Regions from separate parts of the Mus musculus genome. Here all the other regions are linked to region 1. A link is a contact called in public HiChIP or PLAC-seq and promoter capture Hi-C data. All regions are on one chromosome and are shown on one strand. The core of a region is the stretch at or near the end of the contact, and the rest is flanking DNA. Distances in the headings are between cores, read along the strand shown. Region 1 holds the start of Nrm (nurim (nuclear envelope membrane protein)). Region 2 holds the start of D17H6S56E-5 (DNA segment, Chr 17, human D6S56E 5). Region 3 holds the start of D17H6S53E (DNA segment, Chr 17, human D6S53E). Region 4 holds the start of G6bos (G6b opposite strand).

Region 1 (4,492 bases), core at 1,314-3,813:
GAATACCAACTGGAAGACAAGTGCTATTGTGAGGCCTAGGGAGGTTGTAGGATAAGAACCCGGGAGGAATTCAGAGCTGAAGCAATAAAACATGAACAATGTTGCAAAGGTGAGACTCTCTTAGTGTGCTGGGGAATGTCAAATATATACAGCTTTGCTGATAGGAGAATATGCCCAGGAGGGATGGAGGCTGAGCTCTGCATGTTCTTTCGGTTCCACCAGTCTCCCTTGGCCAGGCCTCATACCTGCAAGGCCAGGGCTGTGCACGCCACATAGAGCGACCTCTGAAGGACGCCAAAGTACCGGGATGTCCACGCCTTCACTGCCTCAGTCGCCATAAGGCTGTGCTGTACCACAAACAGTAGCAGCAGACATAGATCCCAAGCCAAGGAGGCAAGAATGCTCCGGTCCTGCAGGGCAGCCAACCACCCGTGGCGGGCATCTGAGGGAGTTGGGAAGGAAAGGGACAAAAGGCCAGTTAAGATGGCTAGGACATTCCCCTAACCACATCTTTGGAAGCTCTATGTCAAGCCCCTGATGCTTTCAAGATCTTGTCAAGGCCATTCCCAGTTCACTCTGCTGTTCCTTCAATCTTCCATCTTCTCTAGGCCTCCTCCTGGGGAAGGTTTTTAGGTAGGGTCACCTTTAAAAACAAGGTGGGAGGGCTGGGGAGATGGCTCAGTCTATGTAGTGTTGTATAAGCCCGAGGACCTGAATTCAAGCCCAGCATGGTGGTGTGTGCCAGTAATTTTAGTGCTGGGAAGGCAGGGACAGAAGAATCCCCAGAGAGTCTTAGTGGTTAACAACACTTGCTGTGAGGACCCAGCTTGGTTCTCAGCATCTACATGGCAGCTCACAGCTATCTATAACCCCAGTTCCAGGTGAGCCATCGAACCTCTTGGTTTGCCTCAGGTCTCTGTAAAAAAAAAACAACTATGTCCCAAGAATATGTGGGAGATAGGGCTGGAGAGATGGCTCATCGGTTAAGAGCACTGGCTAGAGCAGGGAAGTGGTGGTGCATATCTTTAATCCCAGGACTTGGGAGGCAGAGGCAGGTGGATTTCTGAGTTGGAGGCCAGCCTGGTCTACAGAGTGAGTTCCAGGACAGCCAGGGCTACACAGAGAAACCATGTCTTGGAAAACCAAAAAAAAAAAAAAAGAGAGAGAGAGAGAGAGAGAGAAAGAGAGAGAGTGCATTGGCTAGGAGGCAGAGGCAGGTGGATTTTTAAATTCGAGGCCAGCCTGGTCTACAGTGAGTTCCAGGACAGCCAGGGCTATGCAGAGAAACCCTGTCTCCCCCCTCCCCCCTCAATAAGCACTGGCTGCTCTGGCTGCTCTTCCAGAGGTCCTGAGTTCAATTCCTAGCTACCACATGGTGGCTTACAACCATCTGTAATAGGATCTTATGCCCTCTTCTGGTGTGTCTGAAGACAGCTAAGGTTTACTCATATACATAAAATAAATAAATCTTAAGAAAGAAAGAAAGAAAGAAAGAAAGAAAGAAAGAAAGAAAGAAAGGCATGGTGGCCCACACCTTTAATCCCAGTACTCGGGAGGCAGAGGCAGGCGGATTTCTGAGTTTGAGGCCAGCCTGGTCTACAGAGTGAGTTCCAGGACAGCCAGAGCTATACAGAGAAACCCTGTCTCAAAACACCAAAATAAATAAATAAATCTTAAAAAAAAAAAAAAAAAAAGAATACATAGGCCTCTGAATTCCAAGCCAGCTGGGGATACATAGAAATACCCTGAAAAAAAAAACCCAAAAACAAACAAACAAACAACTCAAGGTTGTCCTTCAGCAGCCGTTTGCACTGCACACACAGGAGCACAAGCACACATTCCACAATTATATTCATTCACACACACACACACACACACACAAGCAAGCAAGGAGACTAGGGAAGTGGTCTTTGGTGTGGTTTTCTTGTTTGCTTTTCCAAGACAGGGTATCTCTACATACATAGTCCTCACTCAATAGATCAGGCCTTGAAATCAGTAATGATAGACCTTCAATCAAGAGATCCGTTTGCCTCTGCCCCCTCCAATAATAGGGTTAAAGGTGTGAGCTACCACATCTCGCTGTCTGGGGTTTTCTAGCAGCGTTTCCCCTTTTTTATCTTTCTCCTTCCCCTGGCTCTCCTCACAAAACCCCACCCCCACCCCGGGCCGTACTCTGTCAGTCTTCACTCGCAGCTTTCTGCACAAGACTAATCTTGGAGTTTCTGATTTAGCCTCCGCTCCCTTCCCAGCAGCGCCTCCCAGCTTTGGCGGTTTCCCTGTCATTTGTTTCCATGCCCCGCCCTCGCCACGCTGCTTCGGCTCCTCCTCTCCGCTTCAGCTCGCCCTGGATCCCTGCGGCTCACCGGGACCGCCAGACTCCGGGATCCCTCCAAGCAGCGGCCTCAGGGAGGTGAAACGCACGAATTCCACTCCGGTGCCAAAGGCCAGGATGAAGGAGGCGAGGGCCGCAGGAACCAGCAGCAGCGCCGGTGCCATGGCGAGCAGCGCGGAGCCTGAGGAGAAGGCGGGCTCAGGGTTCCCGCGACTGCTGGCCCTGCCCAGGTCCCGCCTCCTTGGGGGTGCTGGCGGCAAGGCGGGGACCGCGAGCGGCGCGTCACAGCGCGGAGTTGGAATCCCAGGCGTCGTCAGGGCAGCTGGTCTGCGGCTACCCTTGTGGGTCGAATCTCAGCGCTGTCAGTGTTCTCGAGGAAAGTGAAGACAGAGCCTCCCTTGCGTGGAAACATAAAGAACATCTTGTTTTTAAAGATAATCACTCCTTATTCTCCAGCCTCAATCCCTGATGTGCTGGGGTTACAAACGGCGCCACCCCGCCCAACATAGATTTTTGTATAGTGACCGTTTTAGAGCTGGGTGTGGTGGCTCGTGCCTGTAATTCCAGTACTCGGAAGGGTGAGGCAGGAGAATTTGAAGTTAGCTTGGACTGCATATGGAGACCGGTTCCGAAAAAGCCATTAAAAAAAAAAAGAGAGAGAGAGAGACAAGGTCGGGAGATGGTGGCATATGGATCTCCAAGTTCCAGGCCAGCCTGGCCTATATAGTCAGTTCTAGGATAGCCAAAGGCTACACAGAGAAACCCTGTCTCTAAAACCAAAGACCGAGTAATGAAAGGCTCAATCACCATAGCTATCCAAGTACAGGGTCCTCAGAAGACAAGAGCTGATTCTCTCAGATTACAGATAGAGCAAGGGCAGGGAGGCTGGTTGCTCCCAAGACGTCTGGACCAAGTTCTAATGCATTGTATAGCACTTTTCCTCCCCACCCTGATCTCTGCTTGGGAAATGTATTGAGTGGGCTCCATCTGTGAATGTTTTTGAAGAAGTTCTGTACTTACATTTATTTTGCCTTTATGTGTATTGATGTTTTGCTTGCAACTATGTGAGTGTCAGATCTTGGAGTAACAGTGGTGAGCTGCCATGTGGGTGCTGGTATTTGAACCCAGGTCCTCTGGAAGAGCCCAGTACCCTCAACCACTGAGCTCTCTCCAGCCCCCACTTGGACTGCTCAAAAAAAAAAAAATGTATATATATTTTTAATGGCAGAATCTAGCCAGGTGGTGGTACACGCCTTAATGGCAGAATCTTCATGTAGCGCAAGATGGCTTCGAACTTGCTGTTATGTAGCTGAGAATCATCTTGAGCAGATCCTCTTGCCTCTGCCTCCAAGTGCTGGGATTATGGCCTAGCATCACATCCTGGCTCCACTGATCTTCTAGACACTGTGAAGTGGTCCCAGAAGAGCTTATAGGTGGGAAACAAGCAGTTGACTATGTGTGGTTTCTCTTTAACCTGTTTCCTCCTTAAATCATAATGCAAGCTCTAGGGAGGCAAATGCCTAAGGCTCACTGTCCATCCAGCCCAGCCTAAGGGTGCCCCATGTCCCAGTGAGATTCCCTATCTCAAAGAAAAACAAAGTGGCCCGAGGAAAGACATCCAAGGCTGACTTCTGGCCTCCACAGGCATCAAATGAACAATGGTCTAGGACTACTGCTTAGCGGTGAAGCTTTTGAGCAGCATTTCAGGAAGCCTTAGATTCAACCCCCGGCACCACCAAAAAAGAAAAACCTTAAAGATCAAGCATATAACTGGGGTGTGAATGAGTTGTAAAGCAATTGCCTGTCATGAGTTGGGCCTCATTTGTGCCAACCACCAATAGTTCTCTAAGCTTATACATAATTCACTGCAGGAAAATATAAAGTAAGCAACTTTTTTATTGAAGTGAAATTCATAAAGCAAAAAAAACCCAACCCTTTTATACATTAGTACTTAATATTCTGCATTATGTACAATCACTTCCTCTTTCTGATTCCAAGTCTTTCAACTCCCCACAGGGGAACACTAGACCCCTTGAACAGCTTCTGTGTACTCATGGTCTGGCAAGCATCAATTTGCTCTTACCTTTGTGAATTCACACCACACTTTATATATTATTATGCAGGTGGAATCAAACCTGTCCCTTTTGTCTCGCCCTTGTG
Region 2 (4,392 bases), core at 1,641-4,140, 860 kb after region 1:
GAGCCACTACTCCACCTGTCCACGACCTTCCCAGACTCAAGCCACTGACCACCAGGTCTCAGGCTCCTTCCTTCCTCATTCACAAGGTCACTATAAATAGTTCTCCTGGGTGTGGTACCATGCCCTTAACCCTAGGTCTCCGAAGGCAAGGCAGAGGGATCTGCCTTTAAAGCTTGCTAGTCTTCACAACCAGTCCCACTTCAGGTAAGGCTACATAGTTAAGACCCTGTCTTAAAGCAACAACAAAACTCTAGTCTGGCTGAAAGTTCAAGGAAGAGTACTTAGCATAGCATGCAGGAGGCCCCTGGATTATATACATTATAGGACTGGAGAGGTGAATGACACAGATCAGCGTTTGTAACACTGGCTGCTCTTAGAGAGTTTGGTTCCAGGAGCCCACATGGTGGTGCACAACAGTCCGTAAACCAAGTTATGACAACACCTCGTTACATGTCCCCAGATTCCTTGGCCACTAGGCACACAAGTGTACACACACACACACACACACACACACAAGCAAAACACTTATACACATAAAATAAAAATCGAATACACACAAGTATTTTGTGTGTGTGATTTATCCAACAAGTTATCACTAAACACTTAAGTTTATGAGTCCAAGGAAACATATCAGGCTCTAAAGTTAAAGGATTATATGAAACAAGACTGCCAGGTCTGGGCATCAATAGATTTCACCCAGGAAAACCACAAATGAGCGCAGGTCTGAAGTACTACCCCGCAGGAATGAGGCTCTCTGTTAGTCCATCCAGATATGAAGAAGCCAGTCACCATCTGCACTGTTCCTTCATTCCCCCACTGAAGTGACACTAGGCAGCCACCATGCACTCCCTACCCTGCAGGGGCAGAGCTTTCAGTTAAGGCAGACACAGGTCTACCCTGGAAGGACTCACAGAAACAATCTGGTGTGTCATCTGTCCTCTCCCTGCCTCTCCTTCAACTTCAAGCCTCCTCTGACTCCTCCCAGCAACTGTCATCTCTCCCCAGTCTTCCCTACAGTTCAACATAAAACCGCTCACATCCTGCATCCCTGTCACACTTGCCAACCAGGGCCTTGTCAACCTCACCTAAGCCAGTGGCCCGTGCGAAGTGGGAAACTCAATTGGGAAAATGTCCCCACCAGACTGGCCTGTGGGTAAGCGTGTGGGGACGTTTTCTTAACTAATGATTATGTGGAGGGCCAGTCCATTGTAGGGGATACCACCCCTGGCAAAGCAGCCCTGGACGGTATAAAAGAGCAGGCTGAACAAGCTGTGGAAAGTGAGCCAGAAAGTATCGGTCCTGCACGGCCTCTTTTTGTTTCTGCTTCCAGTCACTGGTCTGACTTCCTTCAGTGATGGAGAGCTGTAACCTGAAACAATTCCTTTCTTTCCCAAGGCGCTTTTGGTCATGTTGTTTTAAACATGGCAACAGAAACCCAAAGACAGACTTGGGAATGCTTGGCACACCAGTGCGTTCGTTCCGAGCCATTCAGTTAGAGCGAGACCTAATTTAAAGACACACACACACACACACACACACACACACACACACTCCAAACGTAGTGAAAACAGCAAAACCACGCTCCACTCCCGGGCGCTCATGTATCACACCCCCGGAGGAAGGAAGAGATTTCATCATCTTGCATTCTCAGACATAGAAGACCAAGGCTCGAGAAAAAGTGTTCCCAAAGTTACTACACCAGGTGGCAGGCAGAGATGCGACCGCCTGACAACCGACTTTTTTCGTGGGATTCTTCCCAATCCTGTTTGTGTAGTCAGAATTTCTCCCTTTTTCTTCCCTCTCACCTGGGGATCCTGACCAGGACCTCGAAGTCCCAGGGCAGGCAGGGTCGCCCCGCAGGCAGCGGGTATGAGCTCCGTGTCAGCATAACTGACCCACTGCTGGACCAGGACAGCTGCCCGGCTGCCCCCGGGTCCCCCCAGGCCTGCAGGCCACAACAGCTGAGCTACAGCCGGGGCCCCCCACACCCACAGGCCGCCAGGTCCCTGCTCCAGGGCGGGCAGGCGAGGCGGAGGGAATGGAGTCCGGCTGCTCGGGGGAGGCTGCAAGCAGATGCGGGGGTGAGGGCCTCCCCACCCGGGACCGTCACCAGCTTCCCCGTATCGGGCAGCGATGAGGGCTCGGAGGCTGGGGAAGGCGTCGGGGTGAGGAGAGACGTAGAGGATGGACATGGCTGTGCAGGGTCCGAACGCGGTGCAGTGACCTGAGGAGAGACCCGGCAGATTGAGGAGGGGACCTGAGCACGTGCTGCAAGGTACGCAGGCGCCCGGCCGGACCCTAGGCCTGGCCGAGCAGCCGCCAGCAGCGCCTAGAGGAGGAGGCGGGACCCCGATCGCCCGCCCCCTCGGGTTGGAGAGGGGAGGCCGCGCCGCGTGTACGTACTGAAGGCGGCGATCACACTCGGCCGGCTACGGCCGCGGCCCCACAGGGCGGCCGGGGTGGAGGTGGCGGGCAGCGGAGGCAGCTCTCCCGCTGCGGGAGAACGCGGCCGGGACAGCGGCACCCACGTGTCCCCCCCTTTGTGACAGCGCACGTTTCCGGACTCGGGTCCTCGCAGGGCTGCCGGGCCCCGCCTGTGCGTGCGCGATCCCGAGGGTCCGTGCGCGGCCCACCGCTGCCGGACGGGTCAAGCAGGGGCCAGAGTGGCTCGTGCAGCACGGAGACGGGAACCCGCGTGCCGGGACGAGCCTGGGTCTGGGTCAGGCGCCGCCGCGGGCAGCCCGTGGCCCTCGGGTCAGGCGCCGCCGCGGGCAGCCCGGGGTCTTCGTGTCTAGAGCGCGGGAAAACGAAAGCCCTAGTGTCTGGAGTGCGTGCTTGGTCCCAGGTTTCCGCCTTTTGCAGGGCGAGCTGCAGAATCTCGGGCTGCTCCAAGTGAAAGACCCCACCATAAGGCTTAGCAAGTTAGCTGCAGTAACGCCATTTTGCAAGGCATGATAAAGTACCAGAGCTGAGTTCTCAAAAGTTACAAGGAAGTTTAGTTAAAGAATAAGGCTGAATAATACCGGGACAGGGGCCAAACAGGATATCTGTGGTCAAGCACCTGGGCCCCGGCTCAGGGCCAAGAACAGATGGTACTCAGATAAAGCGAAACCAGCAACAGTTTCTGGAAAGTCCCACCTCAGTTTCAGGTTCCCCAAATGACCGGGAAATACCCCAAGCCTTATTTAAACTAACCAATCAGCTCGCTTCTCGCTTCTGTACCCGCGCTTTTTGCCCCCCAGCCCTAGCCCTATAAGAAGGGTAAGTACTCCACACTCGGCGCGCCAGTCATCCGATAGACTGAGTCGCCCGGGTACCCGTGTTCCCAATAAAGCCTTTTGCTGTTGCATCCGAATCGTGGCCTCGCTGATCCTTGGGAGGGTCTCCTCAGAGTGATTGACTACCCAGCTTGGGGGTCTTTCACAAGCAGTGCCTGGCTGCTGGGAGCTGTTGCTGTAGGGAATGAAAGGTTGGTAATTCCCTGGCGTTGGTAAATGCACCGTGCGTTCCGCGTCTCTTGCTTGTATTTATCTTATGCTTTTAGAAAGCGTACTGATGGGGTGTGCTCAAGGCCATGTCAGGCTTTTGGTAACGGAGTGCACCGCCAGTTCGCGGAAGATCCTCGGATCTAACCCAGGTAAAACAGGAAAGGGGCTCTAGGTGCTGAGCGCTCACTGCCTGACATGGAGTCACGTGAAGGAAGGGCAGGGGACCCAAAGGCAGAAGCACTCCAGCTGGTCTACTAAAGCTCAAACCTAGAGGGAAAACATAAGTTCGCAGTGCTTTTGAGAGGCCACTGCTAGCCTGGCAGTGGTGGCGCATGCCTTTAATCCCAGCACTTATGAGTGTGAGGCAGAGGCAGGCGGATTTCTTGAGTTCGAGGACAGCCAGAGCTACACAGAGAAACCCTGTCTCGAAAAACCAAGAAAAAAAGAAGAAGAAAAGAAAGGGGGGTTGGGGGAGAAAGGCCTGTTGGGATAATCTCTTGTGTACTGTGTAAAGTTGTCTTTGTATTATTCAAAAGTACACGGAGAGAGAAATCAGGCAGAAAAACTTCATGCCAGCTGTAGACAAGAGTGCTTACAGGTCCTTTACAAGGTACAGAAATGGATTGGGCCAAACATGGCAGATCTATGCAACACCTAACCACCATTGTTTCCAACCAGGTGATGAAGTCTCGATCACTAGACGGGAGATGCTGCCAAGTGCCCCAGACGGGATCAAGACTCCAATGACAACCATAAGATTCCCTAAAGCTAAGACACTGCAGATCTTGACTCTGCTGATTTCTATAGGTGTGGTCCAAACTAGTCCTATGCCCCATGAACCCCATAACCTTACTTGGGTTATAACTAACACTGCTACGGGGACTGTAATTAACTCGACCTCCCA
Region 3 (4,384 bases), core at 1,789-4,288, 730 kb after region 1:
TAACACGGTTCTTCATGTTGTGGTGACACCCCACCCCACCCCCCAACCGTAAAACTATTTTGTTGCTCTTTTGCTACTTTTATGAATCATTTAAGTATCTCACATGCAGGGTATCTGTACGAAACCCCTGTGAAAGGGTGGTTTGTCGTCCCCCCCCAAGGGGTCATGACCCACAGCTGGAGAACCACCGCTTTAGATAAAGGGAGGAGAGGGCCAGATGTAGAGTCTCCTACCTTACTCCAGTGCCAACGGCACTCCTCCCCTGGACGACCACCCTCTTACTCTCTCCCTCCTCCCCCCACAGAGGCCTGCCCGCTGTCCAGCAAGTGACCAGTGACTTCACCCGTGTCCTAGACAGACAAGATAGGAGCCCAGCTTCGAGTGGAGAAGCCAGCGACTCCTGCCCCCTCTCGTGGATAATAAAGATGATTTGTCAGTCCTCATCTCCTGGGTTTTGTCTGCAGACATCAAAGATATCATTTCTCCACTTTGACCCTCCCCTCCCACCCCACCCCCTGACGGACACCTCCACCACCTCACACCCCCGGCTGTCAGGCATCAGGAAGGACACTGAGTGGAACCTCTCACATTAGACTGGTGTATTTAGGATGTAGTGTGGCACATTTATTGCTGAGTGAGCAATGCCTGAGTGGAGAGGCAGTCACGGTGCTTCCCCCACTGCCCTTCAGAGCTGCCAGCTCTTCTGTACTGGTCCTCATGCCAATCCAGCCCACAGCAGCTCTGTTTCTTCTGGCTCCCACCGACCTGCAGACCCTCACTGCAGGTACTGCGGCACCTGAAGCCCCTTCTCCCTCAAAGCCTCACTCTCCTCTAAACGGTTCTAGTCCTAGGATCCAAGGGACACTACGGGTCTCCCCATCAACTCTTAATGCAGAGATCTCTGTCCTGCCTCTGGCCCCATCCACCCCTGCGCTTGGAAAGGGCCCTGTGGTGTCCGTTCTCCACGGTTGCTTTTATTCTATTTTGCTTTTAAAAAGTGGAGGTGGAAATTTAAAAAAAAAAAAAAGTGAGTAAATGTAAAAGCAAGAAATAACAAAAGCTGGTGACTTTGCTGGGCATGGTGGCACATGCCTTTAATCCCAGCACTCGGGAGGCAGAGGCAGGCGGATTTCTGAGTTCGAGGCCAGCCTGGTCTACAGAGTGAGTTCCAGGACAGCTAGGGCTATACAGAGAAACCCTGTCTCAAAAAAACCAAAAAAAAAAAAAAAAAAAAAAAAAAAAAAAGCTGGTGACTTCAATGGTGATGTCCCATTGTCCATTACTGGCCATCCTAGCCAGCCCTGTCTGTCAAGTGTGACAGGAGCTCCTGTGCCTGAGTTTCCTCCCCATCCCTGAGGTCTCTGTGCTTACAATCTGGGTTTCCCCACCTTCCTCCTAAAGGCCACCCCACTATCTTTACCCTTTGCTCCCACCCTCTCCCAGTCACAACATCCTTCCGGGACCTTCCCTCTGCTCCTTGGCCTCCCTCTCCTGCCCCTCACTCTCCCAATCAGCGGTCTCCTCATCTTCAACAGGTTCCCGGAGGCTGACAGCCAGCACCAGGGCCTGCAACAAGCCAAAGAGGCAGGCAAAATGCAGGGGGTGGGCAGTAAGTAAGCTCAGCACAGCGTGGAGCCCATGTAGGGCGGCCAGGAAACATAGCAGCCCATGAAGCCAGAGGCCCACAGGTCCTCGAAGGCCCAAAGCATCCAAGATGGCTCGGAGTGGCCTGGAGCACAGAGCCAGCAGGGCTGTGGCAAGCAGCTCCAGCAGGTGCAGGGTCAAGTTGGTAGAGATCTGCAGGTACTCCTCTGGGTCCTGCAGGTAATGTGAAGGAGCCCCTGGTTCCCCCCGTAACCAACGCAGCAGCTTCTGACGGCGACCAGGTTTCTCCAACAGGGCTTCTGGCCCAATGGTGCCTAGTCTCCCTTGAGCGGACACTCCAAGGTTCTTCACGCCACCTGAATCCACAGGATCCCAGTCTAGTTTGGGAATGGCCCCTCCAGACTCCAGTCTTGCAGGCTCTTGAATGGTAGAGGCAGTCTTGTCCCGCTTGAGGGAATCCATTCTTTTGCTCCCCAGTTGATCCACTTTGAGGTCCCTGCTAGACTCTGGAGCAGCCCCGGGGGGTCTCCGTGTTCCTGAATCCTTGGTCTTAAGGGGCCCCACATCTCCCATGGTCTCTGGAGCACTGTCCCAGTCACTCCCCGAATTCTCCGGGGAGCTGTCCACCCATCTGGGTTCTGGGGCAGGCAAATCAGCCTTTGTTGATTTCTTTCGACCCCAAGGTCGAGGTAGCCAGCCACCAAGCCGTCGAAGGAACATGACTGAGCTGTGCAATGCGCTTCCCAAATCTGTGACCACTTCCTGACTCTGCGTAAGATTCTCAGGATCTCCTCCGAAGCCAGAATCAGTTCCGGTTCAGAAGAGGTGTCTGCTTGGTGATATTGTCCTACTCTGAATTCAGAAAGGACTCACACAGCCCCAAGTGTGGTAAATGGCCTGCTTCCGTGTCAGTCTAAGGGAAAAGAAATCCATTTGCCACCCCACACACTAACAAGACTTCTAGAGCCCGATAAGGCCAGGGTCACCCCCACAATGTTCTGTGCTTTCAGATTTCCTTCCCAGCAGTCAGCACCCCAAGTTTCACTCACCAAGACCACATCCCAAGGTGCCCCAGAAAGGGGAGAGGTGGTGTTCCATTGAAGGAAAGAAGGTGGTGGCCCAGGGTCCTTCGGTCCTGAAACTGAGGAACCTTCAAATCGCTGCCCAAGGGAGCTCAAGGAACAGGAAGTCTCTGTTGAGAGGAAGACGGGATGGAAGTGTCTAGCGAACTCCAGTCAGTTAAGTGCATCCCTTAACTTAGGAAGCTATCATTCCAAAAAGTGGCCCTACTGTCCCGCGAGGGCGCAGCTGAGACGCGGCCTCCGCAAGGTCAGAACAGAGATGTCCTTGGAGATCGCAGACGCAAGACACAGTACAGGCCTACCTGGGGACCCAGGCGTCTGGGTGCTCGCGCAGCGAGTAGCTGTGGGGCCCAGCGTCCGGGGAGCGGCCTCCGGGAGCCGTGCGAGCCCGGAAGCAGCTGTACCGGGTCGGGAGGGACCAGCGGGGGCGGAGCTCCGCAACCCGTGAGGCGGACTCGACAGAGCGACCTCCTCCGAAGCCCCCGCGATTCACTAGCGCAGGCGTAGAGAGAGGACCACCTAAGACCAGACCCTGAGCACGAACCCGGGTTCGGCTGCTCACCTCCCAGACCTTCCCGCCGCTGACACTGGTTAGGTATTCTAGCCCTTAGTTTGGGATTTTTTTGTTTTGTTTTTCAATGTAACTTTAGCTATCTTGAATTAGCTCGGTAGACCAGACTGGCCTTGAACTCAAAAGAGATCTGCCCGCCTCTTGTCTCCTTGATTAAAGGCACGCTGCACCACTGCCCAGCTTTGTTTTTAAGGACAGGTCCCCTATATATGTAGCTTAGATCCATATATATATATATATATATATATATAGCTCAGGATATATATAGCTCAGGAAAGGCTTGGACATATGTTGCCCAGACTGCCTTTGAGTCGATCCTCTTGCCACTGCTTCCCTGTGTGACGATTCCAGCCTCTCTGTGGTTCTTTCTCACAACCCCCGCCATTCCTCCATTTCTCACCTGAGATATCTTGTAATGCTGGTCCAGAAAGGTAAATAACAGGAGCCACGTGATTTAAGCAGCCGCCCTTTGGCCTTCCAGACTGGGATTTGAAAGCTTTCATGTTCCTAGCACTCTGTATAAGCATCTCAAGGGATTGGGGGTGCCAAGTACGTAAGAGAAGTGTAGAAAAGCATATTGCCTGGTTTTCAGGGAGTGAAATGATCTCTTAGGACTGCCTTAAGCCTTGGAATCCTAACTCAGTAAGCAGGTATGAAGCCCTAGGTTAAGCCCCATGTAGCACTCCAGAACCAGTTTTAGCTGAGTTTGATGCCAGCCTGGTCTACACATAGTGAGAGACTGTGTCTCAAAAAACAAAAAGAAAAAAAGTTCATCTTGAACTTTTTATCTGGGAGGTCAGAGCTCTGGTCACAGCTAGAATGTCACACAGGTTGGATGACATTAGTTGTATTGGCCAATCCTGCAGGACTCTACTTCCTCTCTGGGGACTTTTAACTTCCCTACCACAAGGTATTACACTTCATCACAGCTGGCTTCCTCAAGTTCAAGGTTTGTATCAGGCAGAGCAGAGCAAAGTATCTTTGGCTTTTCTCCCAATGTCAGCAGCATCTTTTGGATGCATCTTGTCTTGGAGAGGGGCCCCACCCAGGGTCTTCCCAGTGTTAGGCAGGTGCTCTAACCAAGCTATGCCCGCCCCTCTCCAACACATAGCACACTTGGTTTGTG
Region 4 (4,519 bases), core at 71-2,570, 800 kb after region 1:
GACCCCAACTGTGCTCCAGCATTTCTCTGGCCGCCTGCGTTCCCTGGACAATGGTATCAAGCGGCTAGAGCTGCTGCTGAGCGCCGGGGATTCTGGAACCTTTTTCTGCAAAGGACGCCACGAGAATGAGAGTCGCACAGTGCTTCAAGTGTTAGGGGACAAGGCAGGTTGCCGGCCTGCAGGATCTACCCACGGTAGGTCGAGGCCCAGATGCACAGGGGCACTTAATTTGGACACACACGCGGGACAAAAAGCGGGGCGGAATCTTACAGAGCGGTAAAGTTAGTAGAACCCTATTGTCTGTACCCCTGACCACGGCATCTCTCCCTGCCTCGCGGTCTCCCTAGGGTACGAGTATCCCAAGGTCCTGATTCCGCTCCTGGGCGTTGGGCTTGTGCTGGGACTGGGAGTCGCGGGCGTGGTCTGGCGGCGGCGCAGGTGAGCACTGGAGGCGGAGCCTGGCTTGAAACAGGGTGTGACCAGTCAGGGCGTGGGGAAAGAGGTGGGGCAGAGCCCTAACCTTTACAAAGAAAAAGAAGTGTCTGGAGGCCTGGCGTTTGTTAAAAGAATGTGAGAGGTCAGCCCTTGGGTGCTAGGCTACAGGCTGGAGTAGGGAACCGAGGCTGCAGAAACCAAACTGAAAGGTCAGAAAGCCCAGAGAGTGGGCGGGACCTGGTTCCAGAGGAGCCTAAGTTGTTTTGCTGGTCGGAGACTGCAGTTTGCACAGTTCTTATTGGCGCCGCCTGCGGCCGAGGAACCAGTAAGACGAGATTGGTGACTCTTCAAGGACTTCCTTACAGACTCTCGCCTCCGCCCCCACCCCCGCCCCCGCCTGGACCACTACCCACATTTGGTGAGATTAACTGCACTCAATTTCCCTATCCTACCCGCACAATCCCTAACCCTGAGTTCTTGAGTCTGAGTCCTTGCGAGGAGCAGACAAAGTTGGTCATTTTCTCTTCACCCTTCAGTTCTGTCCCTCCCTCCCACATAGCTCCAGTCATAAATGCTGAGCCACAGAGGCCTTTAGAACAGGAGTCCAAGATCTCAGGCCACCTGGACCAGGAGCCGGTAAGGGCCTGGGGATGGGAAAAAGGCCAGAATCCCGGAGGAAAGAGGGCCAAGAAAGCAGCCTAGCTAGGTTGCTGTGGAGCAGCAGTGTAATCCCAGCACTCTGGAGGTTTAAGCAGGAAGATGAAAGCCAGGCTTTGCTACATAGTCGCCTTTACCCACAGTGGGGAAAAGAAAAAAAGCTTTGATTCCAAGCTAAGGGGTCAGATTGATGAGACCATACTACCGTCCTCTCTCTACCTCCTCCAGAGCCTGCACTACGCTGATCTGGACCACTCTGTCCTCGGGAGGCACCGCCGGATGTCCACAGTGGTTTCTGGTGATGCCTCCACTGTCTATGCGGTTGTAGTATAAAGGGAAGCCCTTGTTCTGCCAACCCTTTCTATCTGGGGCTCCCCTGTATAACCTCAGCTAGAAGGGGCAGGCACCATGGACAGAGGCACTGATAGAGGCGACTGACTACCTGGTTTGCGTTCTGCCAATGGTCAACTTTTTTTCTGTCACTTCCATCTTCTGTAACATCTTTCCTTCTCCACTGCTGCCCTCTCTAAAGATGATCAAGCTGCCTGTTAAGCTTTTTCTTCGCGCCCCCCCCCAAGACTGGGATTTCTCTGTATAGCCTTGGCTGTCTTGGAACTCCGTAGACCATAGACCAAGCTGGCCTTGAACTCAGAGAATTCATCTGCTTCTGCCTCCCAACTTCTGAGTTTAAAGGCACTGCCTGGCCCAATGAAGCATTTCAAACTTTAGACATAGACCTGCCTCGTTACCGGTCTGACTGCACTCCCCCTGCTCATTGGCTGCTGCTGCTGCTCATCCACTGAAAGGTTGCCAGTGATGTCCTACCACCAGATAACATTCACCCCTGTTTAAACCAGGGTTTACTTTGTTGCTATTGTCTTTGTAGTAGCACTGTTCTGCTCATCTCTTTGTTTCTCCTCCGTACTCTTCTAGGAAGCTGGCCAATCAATCTTCAGCCCCCAAATGATACACAGTAGTCCTTCCAAGCCAGATCTCAGACCTAGTTCACTCTGTCCAGATGGCCTCAGGCATTTTGCCCAAGGCTTGTCAAACCTGACTCAGTCATTTCTTAAGCCATCCCCTGGGTCCTCCTCTGAAAGCTCTTGAAGAACCCAAGTTGTCCAAGCCAGAAACTGGGGTCAGAGTACACCATCTCCTCTCCCACACAAGGACTTATCAGGACCCTAACCCGCCGCTTCCACTCCTTTTAAAGACAGGCTCTCTTATGGCTGAGGCTGACTTTGAAATCTCCCTCTCCTTATGTCTACCTTCAGTGTTTGGATAAAAGTGATTGCAAGCATGCACCACCAACCACACAAGGCCTTGTCTGTAGCAGGTCACTGTCCTCTGTACCTTTCTCCATGTCCAATGCTGCCACCAGAATGTACTGTCATCATTTGCTTCATGATGACCCACAGACCCCTCTGATCCTCGTGCCCTGCTCTTCCTACTCAAAGCCAGCAAGATTCCCAGGATCAACCACTGGTTCTTTCCCAAGGTTTCAGCTCTGGGGCTGTGAGCGTGGGCTCTGTGTTCAGGCTCCAGCACTGGGCCCCTTTTTAGGCCTATCCATCATTTTCTGTGTGCACACGCCCTCAGAGAGTTTCTCCACAATGTTCTCCCTACAATACTCGTTGGCTCTTTGAAATAAATTCTGTTTTCTGGATTCCTTTTTCCTCTTCCTCCCTTCCCACCTGGATAATTGCCCCCCAGGATTTCATTCAAATGTAGCTTTTTCTGAGATAGCCTCATCCCAAATGCTTGCCTACTTCTGCACAAAATTTGATGCTCTAGAAACCCCCTGGTTTTTCCTTATAGAACCAGACTCCAGCAAATAAATCACCCCATTACAACACGTCTGTCAGTTTATAAGAAAATATCAGGAAGTATGAGTTCAGCCTTGGACCAGGAATGAGCGTCCTGGAAAACATCCCTTTCTTCTTTATCAAATAAAGGCAGACTTTGAATCCTGAGCCTGAGTCACCTGACATTTAGGTAAATTCAGAAAGTGATCCACCCATGCACACAGCATAATTCCCTTTCCACCCTGCCTGCATTCCCCACAACAGACACGGTCTCCTGTCTCTCTTTGTACCTGAGTCCTGTGGCACGGTAGGGGTGAGTCAGGAAGCCCATAAAGAGGGTTTTTAAAATGAAAGAGTCCAGCTGGGCGGTGGTGGCTCAAGCTTTTAATCCTAGCACTCAGAAGACAGAGACAGGTGAATTTGAGTTTGAGGAGAGCCTGGTATACAGAGTGAGCTCCAGGACAGCTACACAAACATTGTCTTTAACAAAAGTTAAAGAATCAGCCGGGTGTGGTGGCGCACGCCTTTAATCCCAGCACTTGGGAGGCAAAGGTAGGCGGATTTCTGAGTTTGAGGCCAGCCTGGTCTACAAACTGAGTTCCAGGACAGCCAGGGCTACACAGAGAAACCCTGTCTCAAAAAACCAAAAAAAAAAAAAAAAAAAAAAAAAAAAGCTAAAGAATCTGTCTCTCTAGCACCGACCCCAGTTTTGGATTTCAGCCCCATCCTATCCCTTTGTCCCATCGAGAAACCAGTCACAGCCCTTATCTAAAAGGTCAATTTTATTTTATTGGTTTTGACAGAGAGGACTCACCCAATGGCTTCTATTCTTTTCCACACTAAGTCCTTCCCTATCCTGGGGCATCTCCCCACAACTACCCAGCCTCTATTAGCTGATTCTACCCACTATACAGCTCTATTCCTAACCAGTGGGATCCCCAAATCCAGGCCCTCAGCAGTGGGGGCGTGTGCTGAGCACCAGGCAGAGGGAGCTGAGGCCAGCTCCAGCCTTCTCCAGTTCTGAGCAGGACACAGGTACCAGGGTGACATCAGAGAGCTTCTGCAGAGCCTGCAGGGAGGACCCCAAGGATGTTTTGATAACAGAGCCACAACCCCCCTCTAGCCAGTTCCCAGTGGGTCCCACCCAGGCTTCTGAGGATGGGCCCCTCCTTTCTCCCACTGGGAAAGACAGACTGCTTTCTCTGGTTGGTGGGGCGGTTTTTCCCTCCCTCACCTCCTGGCTGTTGGGCAGGTCCCCACCTCCGCGGTGCAGGAGGAAAGGTGTGGCACCAGGCAACCCAGGACGCAGAAAGAGACAGTCACTAGCTGCATCATCTGGGAGGGTCAGAGAGGCGTAGGGGTGATCAGTCAGCGCTGCCATTGCCTGGAGAGAGGAAGAGGGCATTGAGGTCTCCACAGCTGAGTATGCCTGACCTACCACAAAGTAAGATCTTGGGGTAAGGGTTACTTTTGTGAGATAATGACAGCAAGTATATAATGCCTGCTGTGACAGACACAGTCGTCTCAGGCACTTTAGCTACCGCTGCCTTTTGCAACCCCTCCCCTACTCTTGTTTCTTCTGTACCCCATCATTACTAGGGTGTCCCTTTGTATTAGCTGAA

Evidence for each region. Promoter capture Hi-C pulls out the DNA fragments that hold promoters and counts their contacts. HiChIP or PLAC-seq counts read pairs in DNA pulled down with a chosen protein or histone mark.
Region 2: a promoter capture Hi-C map of pre-B cells shows a contact between it and region 1. The contact joins the promoter of D17H6S56E-5 here to the promoter of Nrm in region 1. A contact is called at or near these places in 2 of 39 promoter capture datasets (cranial neural crest and pre-B cells) and 2 of 115 datasets of contacts at active chromatin or transcription factors (embryonic midbrain and pancreatic cancer cells).
Region 3: a FOXA1 HiChIP or PLAC-seq map of pancreatic cancer cells shows a contact between it and region 1. The contact joins the promoter of D17H6S53E here to the promoter of Nrm in region 1. A contact is called at or near these places in 8 of 39 promoter capture datasets (cranial neural crest, embryonic stem cells, frontonasal cranial neural crest and 4 more), 4 of 115 datasets of contacts at active chromatin or transcription factors (astrocytes, bone marrow-derived macrophages, memory CD8 T cells and 1 more) and 2 of 9 other capture datasets (adipose tissue and liver).
Region 4: a promoter capture Hi-C map of cranial neural crest shows a contact between it and region 1. The contact joins the promoter of G6bos here to the promoter of Nrm in region 1. A contact is called at or near these places in 1 of 39 promoter capture datasets (cranial neural crest) and 1 of 115 datasets of contacts at active chromatin or transcription factors (pancreatic cancer cells).

What each region holds. Positions count from the first base shown.
Region 1 is chr17:35,859,389-35,863,880 of GRCm38.p6, reverse strand. Nrm (nurim (nuclear envelope membrane protein)) reads right to left here and starts at 2,563. Exons shown (of 4, transcript NM_134122.2): 1 at 2,364-2,563; 2 at 246-442. The coding sequence starts at 2,496. Mdc1 (mediator of DNA damage checkpoint 1) reads right to left here. Exons shown (of 16, transcript NM_001010833.2): 16 at 4,211-4,492.
Region 2 is chr17:34,999,244-35,003,635 of GRCm38.p6, reverse strand. D17H6S56E-5 (DNA segment, Chr 17, human D6S56E 5) reads left to right here and starts at 2,890. Exons shown (of 2, transcript NM_033075.3): 1 at 2,890-3,469; 2 at 4,167-4,392. The coding sequence starts at 3,463. It overlaps Vars (valyl-tRNA synthetase), which reads right to left and starts at 2,729. Exons shown (of 30, transcript NM_011690.3): 1 at 2,404-2,729; 2 at 1,806-2,224. The coding sequence starts at 2,192.
Region 3 is chr17:35,125,056-35,129,439 of GRCm38.p6, reverse strand. It overlaps D17H6S53E (DNA segment, Chr 17, human D6S53E), which reads right to left and starts at 3,038. Exons shown (of 3, transcript NM_033477.2): 1 at 2,990-3,038; 2 at 2,655-2,797; 3 at 585-2,518. The coding sequence starts at 2,325. The coding sequence ends at 1,444. It overlaps Gm20522 (predicted gene 20522), which reads left to right and starts at 3,097. Exons shown (of 3, transcript NR_168268.1): 1 at 3,097-3,282; 2 at 4,125-4,207. It overlaps Apom (apolipoprotein M), which reads left to right. Exons shown (of 6, transcript NM_018816.2): 6 at 305-443. The coding sequence ends at 330.
Region 4 is chr17:35,061,238-35,065,756 of GRCm38.p6, reverse strand. G6bos (G6b opposite strand) reads right to left here and starts at 1,320. Exons shown (of 1, transcript NR_001462.1): 1 at 161-1,320. Mpig6b (megakaryocyte and platelet inhibitory receptor G6b) reads left to right here. Exons shown (of 6, transcript NM_001191012.1): 2 at 1-194; 3 at 348-438; 4 at 801-853; 5 at 995-1,071; 6 at 1,321-3,064. The coding sequence ends at 1,425. It overlaps Ddah2 (dimethylarginine dimethylaminohydrolase 2), which reads right to left. Exons shown (of 7, transcript NM_001190449.1): 6 at 4,132-4,281; 7 at 3,658-3,966. The coding sequence ends at 3,850.